Linked DNA regions of Mus musculus: region 1 is linked to region 2. The links are chromatin contacts, called in public HiChIP or PLAC-seq maps. All regions are on one chromosome and are shown on one strand. The core of a region is the stretch at or near the end of the contact, and the rest is flanking DNA. Distances in the headings are between cores, read along the strand shown.

Region 1 (5,110 bases), core at 623-3,122, 710 kb before region 2:
TTAGGTATTTTTATCCACAAGTAGTTCTGAGTCGGGCTTAGGAAGGCAGACTCTGCCTCTTATCAGCTAGCTTTGCATCACCTATTATGGGATGCTAGAGCACCACCACTGGAAGGCTCTTAGAGGCCAGGTGGTAAACGCAGGCCATGGATCAGCAGCATCAGCATTACCTAGGAGTCTGTAAGAATTTCAAAGCCTGGACCTTACCTTACCCCAGGTTAGAATTTGCATCTTAATGAGATCCCCAGGTGCACATTAAAGTTTCTGAAACACAGCTGTTCAGTTGGTCTGGTTTTCCTTCAGATTTTCAAACAAAAGAAACCGCAGTCCAGAGAGAGCAAGGACAAGAGCCGGGAAGAGAATCTGACCTTTTTATTTTATGGCTTGTGTGTAGGACCATGCACCACCCACCTCCAGCATCCCGATGACAGCCGCAGCCCAGACTACCCCCATCTCAGCTCTGTGAGAGCTTCGGCATTCTTCATCAGGAAGAGAATAGTCTTTCTGAGTCTTCCTCCAGAAACTCCTCCCTCCCTTCTTATTCCCAGTATCCTCTAAGGATACTCAGCTTTCAAAATGCAGACTTCCAAATTTTCGTAATAAAATGAACTAAAAACTCTTTGGGGAGGAAAGTGATTTTCCCGTTGCATTTGTTTACTCTCGGTGAGCTCCTGAGACGGCTAACACACTAGTTGTTAATCACACCATCTGTTCAAACGGCACTGTGGAACCATTACATTCATCCTTTCTTCTTTTTACGGAAAAAAAAATTTCAGAACACTATGTTTGCGTCTGTTTTGCTCCATCACCTGGCAGTGTAGTGTAAGCTAGTTAATCTTTCCAGTTGAAAATAACTTTCAATTGGCAAATACGTATTTTTAATGTTCATATATCACATACACAGACTCCTCCCCCCCCCAAAATGTGTCCTTTGACATTCCAAACATGGAAAACGCTAAAAGAAAAAGAAAATCTGTTACAGACTGTATGCTTGTCAAAGTTTTAAGCATTTGATTATATTTAAATGAAGCATTCAGGACGATGATTTGTCTGACTGACCCGGAAAATATTTTCCCCGTTGGCCCTGAAGATGGCAGTGCTGTGCAGTTTAGAACAGCTCTTCGTTTCCCCCCCCCCCCCCCACCCCCCCGCCTCACCTCCCCCCCTAAGGAATTTCTGGAATGGCAGAAAGTGGGGGAGGATCCACCAGATCTGAACCTTCTAACACTTAGCACAAACCTCTCCTGAACCCTGGGACAATCTGGTTTGTCTTTCAGTCTCTTTGTTTTTGTTTAAGACTGTACCTTATTCGTTTCCTGTTTCCAGTCGCAATAGAAATGGGACTAGTTGAACGATTATTCCCATGTCGCGGGTAGCCAAGGAAGCGACTATAGCTTACCGAGAAGCTGGTTTGCAACAGCCTGCCTTTTTTTTTTTTTTTTCTTTAATTCTAACAAAGGCTTTACCCAAGATAAACTGAATACTAGAGGTTTTGAGAGCCCACTGGGACCACATCTCTGGCAGCCTCCCTCCGTCTCCTAACTCGGGACGCCTGTTGTATCACATTCTTTACATTTTATTAGCAGGGACTAGAAGAGTCGGTTTGGGGCAGCATATACCAAAGGCGGTCTCTTGACCCTGTCATTGTGAGGTGTTGGCGGGGAGAGAGAGGGAAGAGGCGTGTATATGCCTAACTTTGGGGACTCTTAAAATAGGGTTGTTTAACTAGCCAGAAAAGACTTATTGAAAACAAGCACACGAGGGCTCTTATGTGACATTCTGTCACCAATAAACCAGTAGTGCTTATGTCCTCTGAGCCAACTTCCCCCACCCCCACCGTGGCAAATGCCTCAGCAGTATCTAATTTAACCTTCACCACCACTGTCTGAGGCAGACACAACATCCCTTTGCTGGAGGTTTTTGCCTTTATACGTGGAAACTAAGGTCATGAGACTAGATAAAATTGTTGGGCTTTACATTTTGAACTCTAGAATATGCTGAAGCATTCATCGCCTTGAATTTTGGTTCAATGGAGAGATAACAAAATATTAAGCCCTTATCAATGAAGCATATTTGGTACCCACTTAATGATAAAGAAAAGGAGAGGCCAAGGCTCTAGTACGTCATTCTACCAAGGGCTACACAATTGCAGAGAAGCCAAGCCCCCAGGAAACATACCATTTGTTTTGAAAAAAAAAGGGGGGGGGTGGTTCTAGATAGAAGACTGTATGATGTTAGGCATCTTAATCTAGTGCAACATCTTTAAAGATGAGGGCAACTTAAGAATCGTTCCCTATCTTTTTTCAAAATTTCCACTTGGAGTTTTCAAAGTCAAAGTTTCCCCTCCCCCATCCATCTTGTACTACAAAACAACCATCTCTCTCCCCTTGTGGCGCCTCTCCTACCCCCCCTTCCCCACTTCTCTCCTCTCTCCTCCTCTTCTTCTTCTCTCTCTCCCCCCTTCTTTCCCCTTCCCTTCTCCCTCTCTCTGGCTAAGAGTGCAAAGCAGCTGGGGTGGAAGGTGAAAGATAAAAGCACAAGGATAATCTATCTGTTAGTATTTCAAAATTGTTACTGCGACCAGAAAGAAGGCAGTGTTTACCCTTCTCCCCCAAATGCCTTGGGCGGAGATCACGTCCTACAGAGATTAGACTAATTGGAGGCTGCTGAGGATAACTGGAGAAGCCCCAATCTAAGTCCTCTCAGTGGGAAATGGCTCCTTTGTTAAGGATCTAAGTTCACTTAAACTTCTTCTTAGAAGTTTGTTTTGAATAAAGATTAGATCAATCTGGGCATTTATGACCTCAAAATGAAATTTCTTCTTGGCAAGTATGCCATGGTTTACCAGATACTTGCTGGGAATGTCGTTTCTTTTCTTTTAAGTCCTTCCTTCAGAGTCTATCTTAAATCAACCTTGTATTTCCAGATCTCCTCTTGATCATTCCAGCCAGTGTTGCTCACCGCCCCTTCCCATTATCTACAGACCTTCCATTTTAGCAATTGGTTCACTTTCAGTTTAGAGACCTCTTTAATACTGCTAAGTTTTATTTCCTCTTCCAAGTCAATACAGTGTAGAGTTTGCGTTTGTTTTTTTAATTTTTTAATTTTTTTTTTATTTTTATCTTTGTGTCCTCTAAAACGTCATCTTGCAATGGATGAGCATCAGTTAATTTTGCGAGGAGACCGTTTCTTCTCTGGCACTCTATCACTATTGCATGCTTAACGCAATTATTTCTTCAAACAGTGCTGTACCACAGTTTTGTATTTGAGACCAAACCTCACACAATTACAGCGGAAAGTGTTAAATCTAGCCTCTTCACAAAGGAAAGGAACACCCGTATTAGACCTGTCCTGATGCTTCATGAGAGAAATGAAATATTGTCTTAGCCATGGCTTTGAAGGAAAGGTTGGGATACCTAGGCCTTTTTGGGGACCAGAGATTGAGAACTGTAGACACTAAATGTGTTAAAACAAAACAAACAACAGTATCTATTATATGGTGTTCTCTACTAAATGTTGTCTCTAAGTGTTGCCTAGAGATTCCCAAGGGGTTTCAACACAGCTCTATTAGAGAGCCTCTGAGTCTTTCTGGTGTGTGGGTCAGCAGGAGAATAGAGTTTCTTTTCTCTGTACTTTCTAAAGTGGCTACAGGATTTACAGTTTTTCTGCTAATCCTTTGTGTAAGACTCTATTTGAAATGAAGATTGTTTTGTTTTGTTGTTTTTCTTGCCAAGAGGCTATGGGGGCAGAGAGACACATGGTTCTGATATCTGTATTTTCAGTGGTCATTTCCCTTTATCAATTGTTTTGAAATTTGAAAATCTCTCACCTAAGCTGTTGGAAAAACATTTATCCACAAGGAAATGACTCCCAGAGATGTCCTCTGGGTGATGAGAAAAAAAAACAAAAAACAAAAAACAAAAAACAAAACAAAACAAAACAAAAACAGTGAGGCAAGCTCCAAGATGAAGAGGGGGCAGAATTTAGGTCTTGGAGGGCCTCTCCATGTGCCACAGCCTGGCTTCTTCTTATAAAGCTAAATGAAGATTCTATTTATGTGTGTGTACATCCCCTTCTATCTATACACATTTTTATATAGCTCTTATAGTTCTTTCTATATATGTTTCTCATCTCCAAATATAACTTTTTCTTGAACTGAATTAAATTATGAACCCTGGTACTTTCAAATTTTAGATGCTGAGTGTGGCGGGGGTGGGGTGAATGTGGCAAAGAGGGGGAGGAGAATACTAAAGAAAAGATGAGGTAATACCAAGGGCAGCATCTCCTTCTGCTACGCCCTGTCCTCACAGCTGCCACGCCCCAGAGCTGGACGTAGCTTTGCCCTATTTTATTAGGGATGATATTTCCAAGACTCACAACACAACCTTTGATAGTGTCTCAAAAGTCTGCTATAGCACCCCTATAATGTCAAACCAGGCTACAGAATTCTGATATTTAGATTATTTTCAGAAATTCAGTGTGTGGGGGGAGGGTGTTGTGCAATTTCATTTCAGATTCTGAACGTCTCCCACACTACTCCAAAAAATGACCTTTGGGCTATACTTGAATTTTTAAAATGCTCTGGGAAAGATCTCCCTGGCTCTTCTCGGGAAATAAAGACAGAATGGAGAGAGGTATTTTGCATCTATCGCCACAGTGGCGATGGCGGTGGATCAGTCACCACTGCCCCAGCTGCTGCCATGCTTCATAAAACCATCCCAAATGGGGCGAGCACACTTACCAGCGTGATCAATTCTCCGCTGCCACGCCACTTCTATTTATAATCTTGGCAGAGCTACAGATTTCAAGGGTTTTTAAAGATGGAGGAACTGTGCAACATGAAGTGATTTCAGCTCTCATCGTCTCAGAGTTTGAATTCAAGGGAGTAGGAATTTGCAGCCTCTGGATGACTTTTGAAGGAACACAGCTCACACCCGCTCACAGGGTAATGCCTTTAAATACAGGAAGGAAGAGAACCAGGAAGCCTACCCCTCTTTAAGGAAGCTTTCTGTCTATCAGTTTATAAGACAAGGATATATTTCCTATGTTTTAAAGTTTATCCGCTGAGAATATCTTTAAATCACAGAGTGTTTATCTCACACATCTTTCT
Region 2 (5,040 bases), core at 2,257-4,756:
AGTAACCTTCAGCTTGCTCAATTGTGATATCCATCATTACCAGCACAATGAACAATCTGGCCCTTCCCACAATTTTTTCTCATCTGAAGATGACTGGTCCTCTAGTTGCTCTCAGAGATCTATGAATCTGGTGCAAGGGCAATGTGGATGGCATTACTATCCCAGCCCTGCCTCCTCCAACCCTCCAGGTGCTCATCTGATTGTCCCTAGCACAGAGCCAACTGGAGGAAAAGGACTTGGCCCAGGGCAGGGACAGGCCAAGCCAAGCCTGCTACAGACCAAGATTTACATTTTCCTCCTTGTCTGGCTCTACTGAGGTCACACTACCTGGAGCCCGGGAAGGAGACAGACTGAGACCGCCTCCGCCCACATTCCACAAATGGCAAGCAAATAGCGCAGGCTACAGCATCAGACTTGCAAGAGGCACCCAGGTCTGGAAAGCAGTGGCCAAGAGAACAGTGTCCTTGTATAGTTCTGTTTTGCTGTCTCTAAATCCATCAGCCATGTGAAGTTTCAACTATTATCGTGCTAACAGTAAGAAAACCTGCGAGACAGACAAATAAAGTAATCAATACATGACAGATGCAAAGTTTATTGAATATCTACTGTGTAACTGGAACGGTGTTAGGTTCGCAATGTGAAGACATTGAAATATAATTCAGTTAAAGTATACATGTCACAACTTAAAAATAATCCACAGTAAATTCCAAACAAGCAGTATATTTGGGGCTGTAAGATTCATGTAAGAAGGGCATTATGACCTCGGGATACAGTAAAGAGATTGGATCTTGAATTTGGCAGTTAGGAATATACAATGTTTGTATGATCAAAATACCTCTGTGGAAATATGCAGATAATTTCCAGCAAAGAAAAGGATATGCAGAGGGATTTTTTTTTAATGGCATCACCTACACAGTAAATCAATGACAGACTGGGTAAAGCTCTGGCAGGCTCTGAAGAATACTAGGGTAAGGCCAATAATTTTTAGATATTGTTCTGTAGGTTGTGAGGTGTCATCGCAAATTAAAAGTCCACCTGTAAGAGCATTACAGGAGCCAGCTGTGTATGTGTGAGTTCGAGAACAAGGCCATGGAGGTGAGACCACTTGAGCTTCTTGAAGTAGATTAAGGATACTTAAGTCACCTACCAGAGAATGGAGATCTTGACACTGATAGGCAGCTTTGGTTAGGGTGATGGAAATCTTTTCATTAGTACAAAATCTGTAGCTGTCATTTGTAACAATTGAAAACAAGGAATTGTAAGTATTATTAATTGCTTGTTCAAATCACCCCATTTTAATTTCCTGAAACAGGTTTGTAAGATAAGGATGTAAAATGTGTGTATCCAGGGATGTAATGAGAGGGGAGATTCTGTCTCAGAGAGTTAGAAAGTTTTACATTTGTCCATTCCCCCACCCCATGATGGGGTCTTGCTATTCTTTAAAAAGTCATACTTCTAATGTGTGTGTGTGTGTGTGTGTGTGTGTGTGTGTGTGCGCGCGCACGCATGTGTGCATGTGTGCACATGCATGTACACAATTTTGTCCCTTTCTTTCAGCAATACATCCATTATTCAATGAGCAGAGACATGAAGCTAACTCTAGTGGTTTCCAATTTTGTGACTTTTTTTTCTTCTCACAAAGAGAAAGCATCATCAGCTCTATTTGCCCCACATACTTAAAACAAAACAAAACAGCAATAACAACAAATGAAACAAATTTATTCAACAAAATGTTCCTTTTCCTGAACTTCGATAAATAAAAACGGTACTGTTCTCAAATGGAGGAGTGGGCAACTGGGTTGTGTATAACCAGAGTGGCTGGTGTGTAGATATTTAAGTGTGAATCACCAGTGGGTCATACTGGAGTGAAGGTGAGAAAGTTAAATGAAAAAAAAAATGAGCCCTTCTTTCATTAAAAGGTTCCTTCCTTCCTTCCTTCCTTCCTTCCTTCCTCCCTCCCTCCCTCCCTCTCTTCCTTCCTTCCTTCCTTCCTTCCTTCCTTCCTTCCTTCCTTCCTTCCTTCCTGTCTGCTTTCTTTCCTTTCTTTTCTCCTCTTCCTCCTCTTTCTCTTCCTCCTCCTTCATTTTTGGATTTTCAAGACAGGGTTTCTCTGAGTAGCTCTGACTGTCCTGGAACTCACTCTATAGACCAGGCTGGCGTGGAACTCACAGAGATTCACCTGCCTCTGTCTTCAGGAGCTGGTATTAAGGGTGTGTGCCACCCCACCCAGCCAGAGGTTTCTATCTTCAACTTCAAAACTTCTGTCAGGACACATTTCTGTAATTTTTCAAACCTCAGAGTCTCTCTCAACTTTGTAATTCAGAAAGTTCTGGTAGTGTTGGCCAAACTAAATATATCAAAGAGGGTCAAAAGTCAACTGCTTTCAGTTACCCTACAGGGAATTCAACAATTCAAGTATGTTAAGTAGGGAACAGTAATACAACCCCCCCCCCCCCCGTGTGTGTGTGTGTGTGTGTGTGTGTGTGTGTTCAAATATGCAAGGGCACTTCTGTGTTTCTTGTCTACTTTTCTTTAGAAACCTAGACCCTAGTGGATGTGCAATATGAATGAACTGTGCCTGAAACTCACAGGCCTCAAGAGTTAAGGAATTTACTTATGCTAAAAAAAAATATTCTTAAAGAAATTGACTACACCTTTCTAAATATGAAACACCTCCTATACCACATTATACCAAATATACTGTCCTACTCTGGAACGCCCCACAAAAGGGGTATTCAGTTTCCATGACTACCATCCTTCCCTAGACCCCATTAACAATCTAATGAAAATGAAACATCTCTAAATTCTAAAATAAAACATATACCATAATAAAAACCAACTTACAAAAAAAGGAAGAAAGAAAAAAGCTAACTAGATTGAATATAGTTATTGAAATACTGAAAAAAAACAAATGTCCATTTCTGCAACACATGTACCTCTTTGGTAGCAATGTAGATAAGAGGTTCAATGGCAGCCCTAATGTCCACTGTGATTTTGACAGGATGCTACATGTAGACACCATTTTGAGACATTTGTATCAACTACAAAACGATAGTCAAAATATGTTGGGCTTCTCTTGGTGCCAGCTGTCATAATATGTTTAGTTAGGTTCAACGTAGGATTGTTGAACATGAGGATGCAATCTTTTTTCTCCTTCCAAAATCATAGACCCAGTAAGTTCTGCCAGTAGTTAGCCATCGGGTTAAAAGCAGGTATGTTAAATTGTTTCTAAGCAAAACATAAACTGTCAATGATTACTGGCGACTATACAAGCATCTACTCAGACTGAGAGGTGCTATCCATCGCCCTTTGAACTTGCTTGATATCGCATATTGCCCGCTGCCTAGGAGGGGCCTTGTGGGAGTGAATGTTTAATGCATGTCTGCTCAAGAAAGGAAGGAATGGAGAGGCAACGAACGGAGTGGACTTGACTGAGTTCTCTGCTTGCCCTGACATTCTAAGACTCTGACAAATGCAGAAGGAATTCGCCCTAGCCAGCTCAGAGTCCTGAGGCTGCCAGGAAAAGATCACACAGACAGCAGAGGCAGTGGGTGGAGTAGCAGCGCAGTGCAGTGGGGTGGAGACCAGCCTGGCACTCAGTACACGGCTGGAATTCTGCCTCTCAGATAAAGATCCTGAACAGAAATCGGAAGTGCTGCCACCAGTGACCGCAGAGGCCATCCCAAGGGCGGGGAGCAGCTGAGCCGGCCAGCTGTTTTCCTGCAGCTTGTCCATCAGCCTGGGCAAGGGCAGGAAATGCATCCATCCTCCTCCCCAGCTCAATGGATGAAGAAACCCTTTGTAAGCTTAAGAGCTTTTGTCTTTTGGACAAATGTCCTTAGGAAAAAGTCTTGATGGAGGGTACCCTCTACCCTGCTCTATCTCAGATACACACACACACACACACACACACACACACACACACACACACACACACACAAAGAGAGAGAGAGACAGACACAGAGACAGACACAGGCCAGAGTTAGAACGGCCCTATAAAGTTCCTGATAGAACTAAACAAATAAATACAACCAGAACCATAATGTTCACATAACAGTAAGGTTACTGGTAGACATCCTAACTAGTCTTGGATGTGTGGCATGATTTCATTTGGGATATTCACCCAACCTAATACCTGTGTATTGAGAAAACTTGTATTATACACAATAACAATAGTAACAATAACAATAATGATAACAACAACTCATTTTAAACAGTCCTTCCATGCAGGGATCTTATATAATTTTGTCTCATTTACTCCACCCAAGAAGCCTATGTGAATTACTAATCTCTGAAATGGGTTGAATAGTGGCTATATCCAAAAGCTGTGTCTAACTTCTTGATGTCTGTGAATGGAGTCTTATTTGGAAAAATGGTCATTTAGATATAAGTCAGAGCCGGGCAGTGGTGGTGCATGCCTTTAATCCCAACACTTGAGAAGCAGAGGCAGGTGGATTTCTGAGTTGGAGGCCAGCCTGCTCTACAGAGTGAGTTCCAAGCCAGCCAGGGCTATATAGAGAAACCCTGTCTCAAAAGACTACAATACACACACCCACACACACACATGCATGCCAGGAAAAGATAGAACTAAAGGTCTCCTTGAGAGGACAGCAATGGTCAGAACTTCAATGGCCAAGAGTCCATGTAGGAAGATGTGTGAAGGAGATATCTGAGAGACACATCTGCAACTCCAGGGAGCCAATGATTGCTGGGGGTCATTTGGAACTAGGAGAGAGGTCCAGGGCTCACTCGGAGCCTCCAGAAGGAGAATCAATTTCTGTTTTATAAGCCTCCTGTGATGGCCAGAAGCTCTTCAGGAACCAGGGACCTACCTTTCCATTGTTGTAACTGCCTATATGAGTGGTTTCTCTACTTCAGTGAAGCCACCAGGTCAGTTATGCATGCTACTCTGCCAGCCTGCCTGCCAGACCTGACAAAGAACCATGTGCTTCAATGTGAAATAATGCCATTAAGGTAACAACAATACATTAGTGCAAAGGTTAACCGTATGCTTATGCTGCTTGGATTTGAGGCCAACAT

What was found. HiChIP or PLAC-seq counts read pairs in DNA pulled down with a chosen protein or histone mark.
Region 1: an H3K27ac HiChIP or PLAC-seq map of extraembryonic endoderm stem cells shows a contact between it and region 2. The contact joins two enhancer-like sites. A contact is called at or near these places in 1 of 15 datasets of contacts at CTCF or cohesin (stem cell-derived epiblast-like cells), 3 of 484 Hi-C or Micro-C datasets (bone marrow-derived macrophages and embryonic stem cells), 12 of 115 datasets of contacts at active chromatin or transcription factors (the NIH/3T3 cell line, bone marrow-derived macrophages, a colorectal cancer cell line and 5 more) and 1 of 9 other capture datasets (embryonic stem cells).

What each region holds. Positions count from the first base shown.
Region 1 is chr2:61,398,448-61,403,557 of GRCm38.p6, reverse strand. No RefSeq gene overlaps it. Among named protein-coding and RNA genes, the nearest start is that of Gm39834, 30 kb to the right of the region's middle. Within about 2 kb of position 1,872, at least 176 of the 459 cell types and tissues checked have an H3K27ac peak or open chromatin away from gene starts, as enhancers often do. A contact at or near this core is called in the NIH/3T3 cell line, a colorectal cancer cell line and extraembryonic endoderm stem cells, where this site is marked.
Region 2 is chr2:60,687,742-60,692,781 of GRCm38.p6, reverse strand. It overlaps Gm33436 (a long non-coding RNA gene), which reads right to left and starts at 182. Exons shown (of 3, transcript XR_374559.3): 1 at 1-182. It also overlaps a transcript of Itgb6 not described here. Within about 2 kb of position 3,506, at least 147 of the 459 cell types and tissues checked have an H3K27ac peak or open chromatin away from gene starts, as enhancers often do. A contact at or near this core is called in the NIH/3T3 cell line, a colorectal cancer cell line and extraembryonic endoderm stem cells, where this site is marked.